Regions from separate parts of the Mus musculus genome. Here region 2 is linked to region 1. Evidence: chromatin contacts called from public Hi-C data. All regions are on one chromosome and are shown on one strand. Each heading gives the region's core, a stretch centred on a gene start, on an enhancer-like site or on the middle of the called end of the contact. The rest is flanking DNA. Distances are from core to core; before and after follow the strand shown.

Region 1 (4,816 bases), core at 78-2,577:
CTTGTTGCCTGCCGGGGTCAGTTCCTTCTTCAAAGGCTGCCCAGGAACCACTTGAGCTTTGGTGACGGCACTTTTTAAAAGTATGTTTAAGAGTTATAGCGGGGCTGGTGAGATGGCTCAGTGGGTAAGAGCACCCGACTGCTCTTCCGAAGGTCCGGAGTTCAAATCCCAGCAACCACATGGTGGCTCACAACCATCCGTAACGAGATCTGACTCCTTCTTCTGGAGTGTCTGAAGACAGCTACAATGTACTTACATATAATAAATAAATAAATAAATAAATAAATAAATAAATCTAAAAAAAAAAATTTAAAAAAAAAAAAAAAGAGTTATAGCAAGGAGTCAGGCACAGTGCCATGTGCATTTAATCCCAGCATTCAGAAGGCAGAGACAGGCAGATCTCTGAACTCAAGGCTACCCTGGTCTATAGGGTGAGCTCTAGGATAGCCAGGTGGTATACTGGCTAGTTTTGTGTCAACTTGACACAGGCTGGAGTTATCACAGAGAAAGGAGCTTCAGTTGAGAAAATGCCTCCATGAGATCCAGATGTAAGGCATTTTCTCAATTAGTGATCAAGGGGAGAAGGCCCATTATGGGTGGTGCCATCTCTGGGCTGGTAGTCCTGGGTTCTTTAAGAAAGCAAGTTGAGCAAGCCAGGGGAAGCAAACCAGTAAGTAACATACCTCCATGGCCTCTGCATCAGCTCCTGCTTCCTGACCTGCTTGAGTTCCAGTCCTGGCTTCCTTAAGTGATGAACAGCAATGTGGAAATGTAAGCTGAACAAACCCTTTCCTCCCCAACTTGCTTCTTGGTCATGATGTTTTATGCAGGAATAGAAACCCTAACTAAGACACCAGGGCTGCCCAGAAAAAAAATCCTGTCCAAAACTAAACCAAACCAAAAACCATTAAACAGCAACAAAACCAAACAATAATAGCAATAACAACAAAACCCCCAGCGTGCACTCCCCACCTCCCAACAAGGGAACAATGAGAAGTCTGAGCATTTATCAAAAAAGGAACAAGAGTATCTTCAAGAACACAGTTGCAGAGTTGGGATGTGGGATCTGAATGAAAAAATGAGGATATGACTCATATGTTCCGAGATATGGTTGAGAAGATTTGCTGTAGATATGAACAGAGCCGGCCGAGAGAGGAGTGAGAGGAGGGGAGAGTGACAGAAAACAGAGCGGGCAAGTAAGTGGTCCCGGGGTGATCTAGGAAGGGAGACAGCCAGCAAGAGATCAGGATCAGGAGGGTGCATAGCCAAAATGTCCGAGTTACACAAAGAATAGACTACGAAGGGGCGGGGGTGGGGTGAGGGACCGGAAGCCCAGCCCCAGGAGAGGGAGGCTTAGCAGAGGGGGCGGGGTGAGATGTGCTGGGAGGAGCCACAGGTACTGAGAGAAACTTGCCCGCGTTTCTTTGAGACTTAATGGCACCTACTGGGCTCAGAACTGAATTAAACTGACGCTTGTTCTGTAAGCGGGAATGTCAGTCACACTGTGCTTGTGTGTGTCTCTGCAAGCACCGGTCATGGACTCCACCTGTCACAGACTCGAGGTGGCTTCCAGCGCTTCCCAGAGATAAAGCAGAACTCCCTTTGCATTTACAGGCCGCCATCCCTTGGAATCCACAGGGGTTGCCCAAGGTCTACAGTCTGAAAGTCACAGTTGAAGGGCAAATCCAGGTCTCTTGACTTTCATCCTTGCCTTCTGGACAAATTTAAATGTCATTGCTATTATTATTAACATCGACTCATAGCAGCAGCATATTGTAATGCTGCCGTTGTCTCCTGCTCTGCGCTTCACATCATTGACTATTTTAAATTCACAGCCTTTTACAATAGTTACAGCTCAGGATTTCCAGAACGAACAGCAAGGGCTCTTGCTTATGTATTACGGACTAAAAATTCAGACTTTTCACTTTTTCGACTATCGAGAAACTGTATTAAAAATAACTGCCCCGTGTACGTTTGTCAAGCTTTAACTACATTTCACAACCCTGGGTTGGTAACGTGTCTATGTAAGAAAGGAACAATATTGATCTGCAGGAAGGGATGTAGAGAAGGAAGGAGACCCGTGGCCACCATGCAGGGACACAGCTCATCATGAGGTGGGCTGAGTGGGGCATGGCACAGAGGGTCTTAAATCTGGCTTGGGTAAGGGGAGATGGACTTCAATTTAGCCCTGAGGGATGGAAAAAGCAGATGGAAGGAGGTAAGACAAGTAGGAACTGGTGATGAGGTAGAAACTCCCGAGGACATTCTAAAGAGAGGGATGACATGAGCAAGCACCCCGTGTCATCGCCATCTTTGTATCTTAGGCCCCACCCAGCCCCACTCTATACATTGAGGCTAGGATGGGTAGTCCTTGAATGGATGGATCATCAAATGCTCATTTGTGTGGGCACCTCGAGTTCTGTCTTTTGTTGGACTGGGGCTATGTGTGTGCTTGGCCGGCCTAGAGACACATAAGGTCCTTTGTGCGATTTGGAACCCAGACAGGAAGGGCGTGGCCCAGCTTCTTCATCTGAATATTAATATTAATTGACATCTGAATGTTGAAGACAATTGCTGCAGAACCAGTCCCAGGTGTCTCAGGAAGCCTGGGGTGGGTCGGGGAGGTGGGTGGGTGTGGTGGCATTGGTGCCTTTGACTGATGTCAGGCTCCGGTCACTGTCGGCTGTGCTTTTAATGAGCTTCTAAATTGGGAGACTTGCCTACTTCCTTAGAGGCTCCCCTTGTTCTGCCAGTTCTTTCTTCTCTTTCTCCATCTCATTTCCTTATCACAGTGACTCCATGAAATGAGGTCAATAGGCAGGGAAATGTGGTCCTGACGTTTCAAGCAGGTTGTGAGCTACCCTATATAGGTACTGGCATCCAAACTGAGGTTCTATGGAAGAGTGCATAAATGATTTTTATTTTTTTGGATGGGACATCAGTCATTTATTTTATCTCAGGTTCCCTTTCTGTAAAGTTTCTTGAGTACAGCCAGATTATAATCCCAAATCATTTGTATAGAAATAATAAGTTTCTAAAAGAGATATAATACTTTTTTTTGCATAAAGCAGGTCACGTGTCCTGTCATATTGTAAAACTATTTTAGTAAATGAATTTATCAGTTAGCAAGTCTGGGCCCGGTTTTCTGGGGTGTCGGTTGGCTTACAGGCAGCCATTTTGGCCTCTGTGCCAGGAAGTTTCCTTTTGGCTTAGCGTTTCTTTCAGCTGGTAAGAGCTGTCTCTTTGCCGTGTGCTCACATGGCAGAAGGGTCACTGGTCCTATTCATAAGGTTTCTTCTGCCTTCTTTTTTCTCTTCGCCCCTCGAACACTCTACCTCCAAGTCTTGTCACTTAGGGACTAGCATTTGACAAATGAAGGGGGGGGGGGTGAATACGAATACTTCAATAGCATCTCACTCATCACATTGCTACCCTCTTACTGTTTTTCATCCCACTGGGAACACAAGAATGCTGGCTTCCTCTTTGCCCTGTCCACTGTCATGTCCCCAGTGCCAGTACAATTTCTGACACGTAGAGCACCTTGAGTGGAACAAACTTTAGCTGAATTTTGCATGTTTGTGCTTTCTTGATTGATCCTTAGTGCCCACAACAGTGCCTGGCACGTAAAAAGGAGTTGTTGAATGAGCCGATGAAGGAAACGAACAAATGTTAGACATTGTTGGAAGGTGAGTGAACACTGTGACCTTGACAAATGGAGAGGACAAGAGATGGGCGCTCCAGGAGAAGGATTCATAGCAAGCCTGACACTTATTGGCTTGCTATCTGGCCCCTCTGTTCTCAGCTTTATAGATATTTATAGGTTGTATGTATAGGTGTTGGGGGTGGGGGCCCTTAGGAAACATCCAGGAGTAAGGAAAACAAGAACCAGGCCCATAGAGAGCTCAGGTTTTTCTAACAACATCCCTGTGAGCTTTGCTGCTAAATGGGGAGAATTCATTGGAGAGTTGAGCTGTGGTTCATGAAGGACCATCTACTTCTCTTCCGCTCGTATCAGGCTGGCTGGGAGTCAGTCATGGGAGAGTCACTGAGACCTCCTACAGACAGAGCCTTTCCTGGGTGCCCACCCATGTGGACGGAGGGAATGCAGGACCAAGCCAGGGAGGTCAGAGACCTCCCACCCCAGGATCCCTGTCAGGGAGCAGAAGCAATGGGAAGCACCAGGAGTTGAGATGAGCTGGTCAGAGGCAGTAGGGTGCTCTGATGCTTCGTGTGGGATTTTCATCAGGCACTAGGACACCAGGCTCCTGGTGATCTGGGTACCTGAGGGTGCTTCATGCCACCTCTCAGAACCCCAGCTACGTGTTATTGTCCTGCTGATTCTCTCAAAAATATGATTATTATTGTTGTTATTTATTATTTGTGTGTGTGTGTGTGTGTGTATTGTGTGTGCAGTGCAAGTGTGTATGTACACTCACTCGGAGGACATCCTCTTGTGTCATTCCTAATGAGCCATCCATCTTCTCTTTTCTTTTTTTGGATAGTACCTCTCATTGACCCAGAGTTTTAAAGTTAAGCTCAGCTGGCCCCCGGGATCTGCCTGTTTCCGCCTCCCTAGCACCGGGTTGACAAACATAGACCATCAACCCCAGCTTTTTACAGTGTGGGTTCTGCAGATATAACTCATATTCATGTGCTTGCACGACAAGCAACTCACTGGCTGAGCTGTCCTCGCAGTTCATGATCCCACGTTTTTTTCAAACGGCCCTTTGGCATAAAGTGGATTTCTTGTTGACAGGTTTGGAAATCGGTCCAGATTGGCTCACTGTGGACTCAATGCCCTAATGAGATTTCCTCA
Region 2 (4,427 bases), core at 1,007-3,506, 140 kb after region 1:
GCTGATATCTTAATCCAGCAATTTCCAAGCATTGTGACTCTGTAAGGTTTTTTATGGTTTTTTGAGACAGGGTTTCTCTGTATAGCTCTGGCTGTCCTGGAACTCACTTTGTCGACCAGGCTGGCCTCGAACTCAGAAATCCGCCTGCCTCTGCCTCCCGAGTGCTGGGATTAAAGGCGTGCGCCACCACTCCCGGCTGACTCTGTAAATTCTTACGGAGCCTGTATGTGGTAAGGTCTCAGTAGCACAGATCACAAATGATTTCCCAAATCTAATGTTTTTATATGAGAAATCGAACATGTTCCACTCCGTTATCAGCATGAGTACATATTTTACAGGAAAAAAACCCACAAAAACAAAACAAAAAAAAAAACACAAAACACCCAAATCAATGATAGGATTTCAAGTGTTCTCATCCCACAGGTTTTAGGCCTGTAACAGTTACACAGAACTCCGTAGCATAGAGAAGATGGTCTGGACCTCAATTTCAGAATAATTAATGGCATGATCTACCTAATTCTACCCTACAGTGCTGCATTACGTAATCGGAGGTTAGCTAGCTAGGGTAATCTACGTTGGTGATAGTATTCCAGAAGTTTGTATGTAAACATAGGCTTATTAAATGAAGATATCGGGTATCAGAGATCAAATGAAAACATGGAAGTGTTCTTTATTAGACCACATTCTGATTAAAGGGAGGTGAGAATGAATGTAGACACACTTACACATTGCAGAGAAGTAAAGAACTGTAGTCAATCTAGAACCAAGAAGATAACACCCTGAGAGCTTTGGTTGACGTTCCCTTGTCTACTGGAACTTAAAGGAGCCTTCCCAAGGTTTTTGGCAGAGCTGATCTTCCCACATGGGCTCCATTTTGGGAAATGATTTTAAAGCAAGGGGCAAGGCAGTTACCTCCTCAGGGAAGCCTTTAGCCACTGTGAGGCAGGGTCACAGGATAGATGACCAGTGAGTGAAGGCCTCAGGGTTCCTGGGAACAGCGTAGGTGGAGAGTGCAGCCTGCCCTGCCCTGCCCTCCGCTGGCTACAGGCTGTGCTGAACTCCGTGGTGGTCACGTGGGGGTGGACTCCGTTTACTCCAGCCTGTGCTCTGAGAGGTGCTTGCTGAGAACTCCTTAGTTTGTCCTGTAGAGCAAACATTATTCCTCCACAGGGCCACCAGGCAGGCTAGCTTTCTTCCCTGTCTCCAACTGAGTCGTTTGTGCTTTGTGCTGCTGTAGACAGTATTGGCACCTGTGATAAGTCTCAGAACCTTCCTAGTCCTCCAACTCTGGAAGGACAGTGTTAAAATATTGAGTGCTGTGAACCAAGGACACACATTTTACACTGAGAAAAATGAGGAGGGGACGGCAAGGGGGGCGAGCAGGGAACTGAAGACAGGCAGCTAAGATCCTGAGAGCTTAGCCCAGGGCAGCGCACCTCCAAACATTAGTTATGGGTACTTGGAGTTTGAGGCAAAACTAGCTCTGTTTTAGCAGTTCCTGTGTGAGCCTGTGCCCTTACCCCGTGCCTTACTTAATCTTGGCTCCTGGGCCTCTGAGGCAAGGCTTTGAAGCTCTGATCTGAGGCTAAATCCACTGTTTCCATCTTGTTCAGTACTAGCCTGGGGGGAAGGGGGGGGCCTCCTGGGGCTGATCTCCAGGCCACCTTACAGTGGGTAGAGATGGGGATGGGGGGCGACTGACCCAGGGCACCCACACTGTAGAGAAAGCACCCCTTCTCCAGGCCCGCCACTCCCTAGCAGTCAGTCTTAAGTTCCATGCTGACCTTGTTCTAACTGCCCAAGCCAGACAGGTCTCCAGGCAGAGGCACCTGGAACAATCCTGGCTTTGTTGCGAAGAAGAAGAATCTTGTCCCTGAATTTACAATCTGTTGCTCAGTGTCTAACCTCTCCAGCCCTGGAGACGGAACGGCACAGAGACTCTGGGAGAACGAGGCAGAGGGCAGAGGCCCACAGCTGGTGGTCAGCATTCGCAGCAACTCCCGCGTGTGAGGGAGGCAGGCAGGGATTCGGGGCGCGCGGGGCGCCACCGGGGCGCAGGCGGTTCGGCCGTTCCTACTGCGGGCCTGGTCTGAGGTTTCTCCCCGCGATGGGCTCACTAAGCCGGCAGGTAGGCAGTGCCGTGGCGGCGGCAGCAGGCGGTCCTGGAATGTGCGAGGGGCGTGATGACAGCGACTGCCGCCGGCCTCTTTGCGCAACACCTTCGCTGTATATATACCGGGCGCTCAGCTGCGCTCCACCTGGGTGCCTCCTGCTGTCCCTTACCTGCGAAGGGAGCGCTGGTGAGTACACCGGTCGGCCGCTACCGCCGGCTGCTTCTGATCTCAAGGACCTACACTGAATTTTTAAGTGACTTCATTCTTGTAGACACCCCTAAGGGACTTGACTGGCTCTGGGCTGCAGAGGAGGATATGAGAGCACATCATCTTAAACTTTCAGATTTTTTTTAAAAGATGGTTGTGATTGCTGTCAGGACAACTCTTAGAACTAGTGTAGGTGGACATGCCTCACCTGCTAGCTGTGTCTGTGGCTTGGGGTGGGAGGATCTGCCGGGCTGGCCTCATGCTTGGTCTGGGTTACTACCCGTGTGACTCCCTGACGTGCAGTGGCCCTCTTCATGACACCTGGGTCTTTTCCTGCAAGTTCTAGGTTTGCTCTGGCTGCTGGAGGATGCAGACCCTTCTGGGGGGACTTGGCCAAAAGCTTTTGCCCTTCAGATGTCTTGAGCAGGATTTGATTTCTGGTTCTTAAGGCAGAGGGATATGCACAGGGTCGGAGGAGACAGTATGCTCAAGCCAGAGGAGGAGTGCCCGTTTTGGAGTTAAAGTTCCAGAGGGACAGGTGCCTGCCATAGGTACTGTGGGCATTTTCTTAAAACCCGTGGATCATCGGTCCTGTACTTTGGGGGCGGGGGGAGGTCCTTTCAGGAGAGTTTTGTGCTAGCAGGGTGGCTCTGTCATCTGTCTGCTTTCCTGTCTTGTAGACTGAAACTTGTTCTCAGTTAGGCATTTCTGGAAAACCTGAGCCTCCCCACAGTAAGCATTGTTTGGGACTAGGAGACCGTCTTATCCTATGCCAGCTGATAATGACCTTTTCTGTTTTACAAGCTTTTGTAAGCCGGGGCAAGAAGGGCAGGCTTTGTAATAGTTTTGGATGCTACACAAGTTACCTCCCTCCCTTACCCCTCCCCTACCCCTCCAGGGTACCACGACTCAGGCACAGAATAGCCTGAGTTTATGAAAAAGAAAACAACAAAACAAAACACCCCAAAACAGTATTTGAGGGATCTGATTTGGAGTATACTAGATTTCAATAAAGATTGTCGCATACATAGGTTTACAAATTTAGCTTTTAACTCCCCCAAACAGGGCAGAATAGTTACAGGTCAACTAACTGACAGCCTAAGGATTGAACTCAGAATCTTATGCTTCGTAGTGGCTGTTCTGAGCTACATAGCTAGCCTTTGGGTTTTTGAGATGGAGTGTTGTGTAGGTCCTATTAGTCCTTTTTTAAAAAGATATTTATTTATTATATGTAAGTACACCGTAGCTGTTTTCAGACACACCAGAAGAGGGTGTCCAATTTCATTACAGATGGTTATGAACCACCATGTGGTTGCTGGGATTTGAACTCGTGACCTTCAAGAAGGGTAGTCAGTGCTCTTAACTGCTGATCCATCTCTCCAGACCTCCAATTAGTCTTGAATTAGTTAGGTCTCCGCCTCCCCAAGTGTGTGCTGGGATTATAGACTTGACCTACCACACCTGACTGAAATTTACTTTACAAATTTAAAAAGGTATTGTAGCAGCCTGTGTGAGCACAAGTTTGTAGTGTTAGGCTAAATATCTTAAATAGTATCTTTCACCTAAAATCTAAAACTAAAAGCCATTCTCTAATTGCAAGACCTAGAAGCAGTCTGCCCTCTCCCCCTTGTTTTTTAGCAAGTACGTGTTGTAGCCCAGACCATCCTTGAGACCTGTGATAATCCTGCCTCAGCTTCTGCAGCCTTGGGCTTTCAGGCATGCACCACTAGTGCCACACCCCTCTGCTCACACCCCTCCCTCCTCTTCAGGGGATTATTCTGAGGCTTACAGGAAGCCAAGGGGCAGCAGCAGCCCTCCACCTTCAGTGGCTCTGGGTTATTCTGCCAAAAGCAGAAGAACTCCTCAGGCCTTAACATTAGCTGTGTGGAGTTCTTCTGTGTCCAGAGCTGCTTTCATTCTGACTTTGAACATTTTTCTGTATCTCAGGTTTCCTCTCTCGGGTAGTCCTACAGTTAGTACTAAATGGTAAGCATAAAGCAGATCTCTCCCTCTGTGTTAAAAGTTGGCCTCAGGTCACCATTAGCTGAGTTTGGTGCTAAACTCCTGCAACTTTGAGCCTGAGATGGAAGAATTGCCCTGACTTCT

What was found. Hi-C and Micro-C count contacts between places; a contact is called where the count stands out from the background.
Region 2: a contact with region 1 is called in a Hi-C map of epidermal suprabasal cells, with 2.0 times the contacts expected there. The contact joins the promoter of Slc34a2 here to the enhancer-like site in region 1. A contact is called at or near these places in 7 of 484 Hi-C or Micro-C datasets (adipose-derived mesenchymal stem cells, epidermal suprabasal cells, liver and 2 more), 2 of 115 datasets of contacts at active chromatin or transcription factors (embryonic stem cells and liver) and 2 of 9 other capture datasets (adipose tissue and pancreatic islet).

The regions. Positions count from the first base shown.
Region 1 is chr5:52,909,159-52,913,974 of GRCm38.p6, forward strand. No RefSeq gene overlaps it. Among named protein-coding and RNA genes, the nearest start is that of Gm30241, 27 kb to the left of the region's middle. Within about 2 kb of position 1,328, at least 71 of the 459 cell types and tissues checked have an H3K27ac peak or open chromatin away from gene starts, as enhancers often do. A contact at or near this core is called in embryonic stem cells, epidermal suprabasal cells and uterus, where this site is marked.
Region 2 is chr5:53,047,097-53,051,523 of GRCm38.p6, forward strand. It overlaps Slc34a2 (solute carrier family 34 (sodium phosphate), member 2), which reads left to right and starts at 2,257. Exons shown (of 13, transcript NM_011402.3): 1 at 2,257-2,300. It overlaps Gm17182 (predicted gene 17182), which reads right to left and starts at 2,259. Exons shown (of 2, transcript NR_166509.1): 1 at 1,785-2,259; 2 at 646-1,142.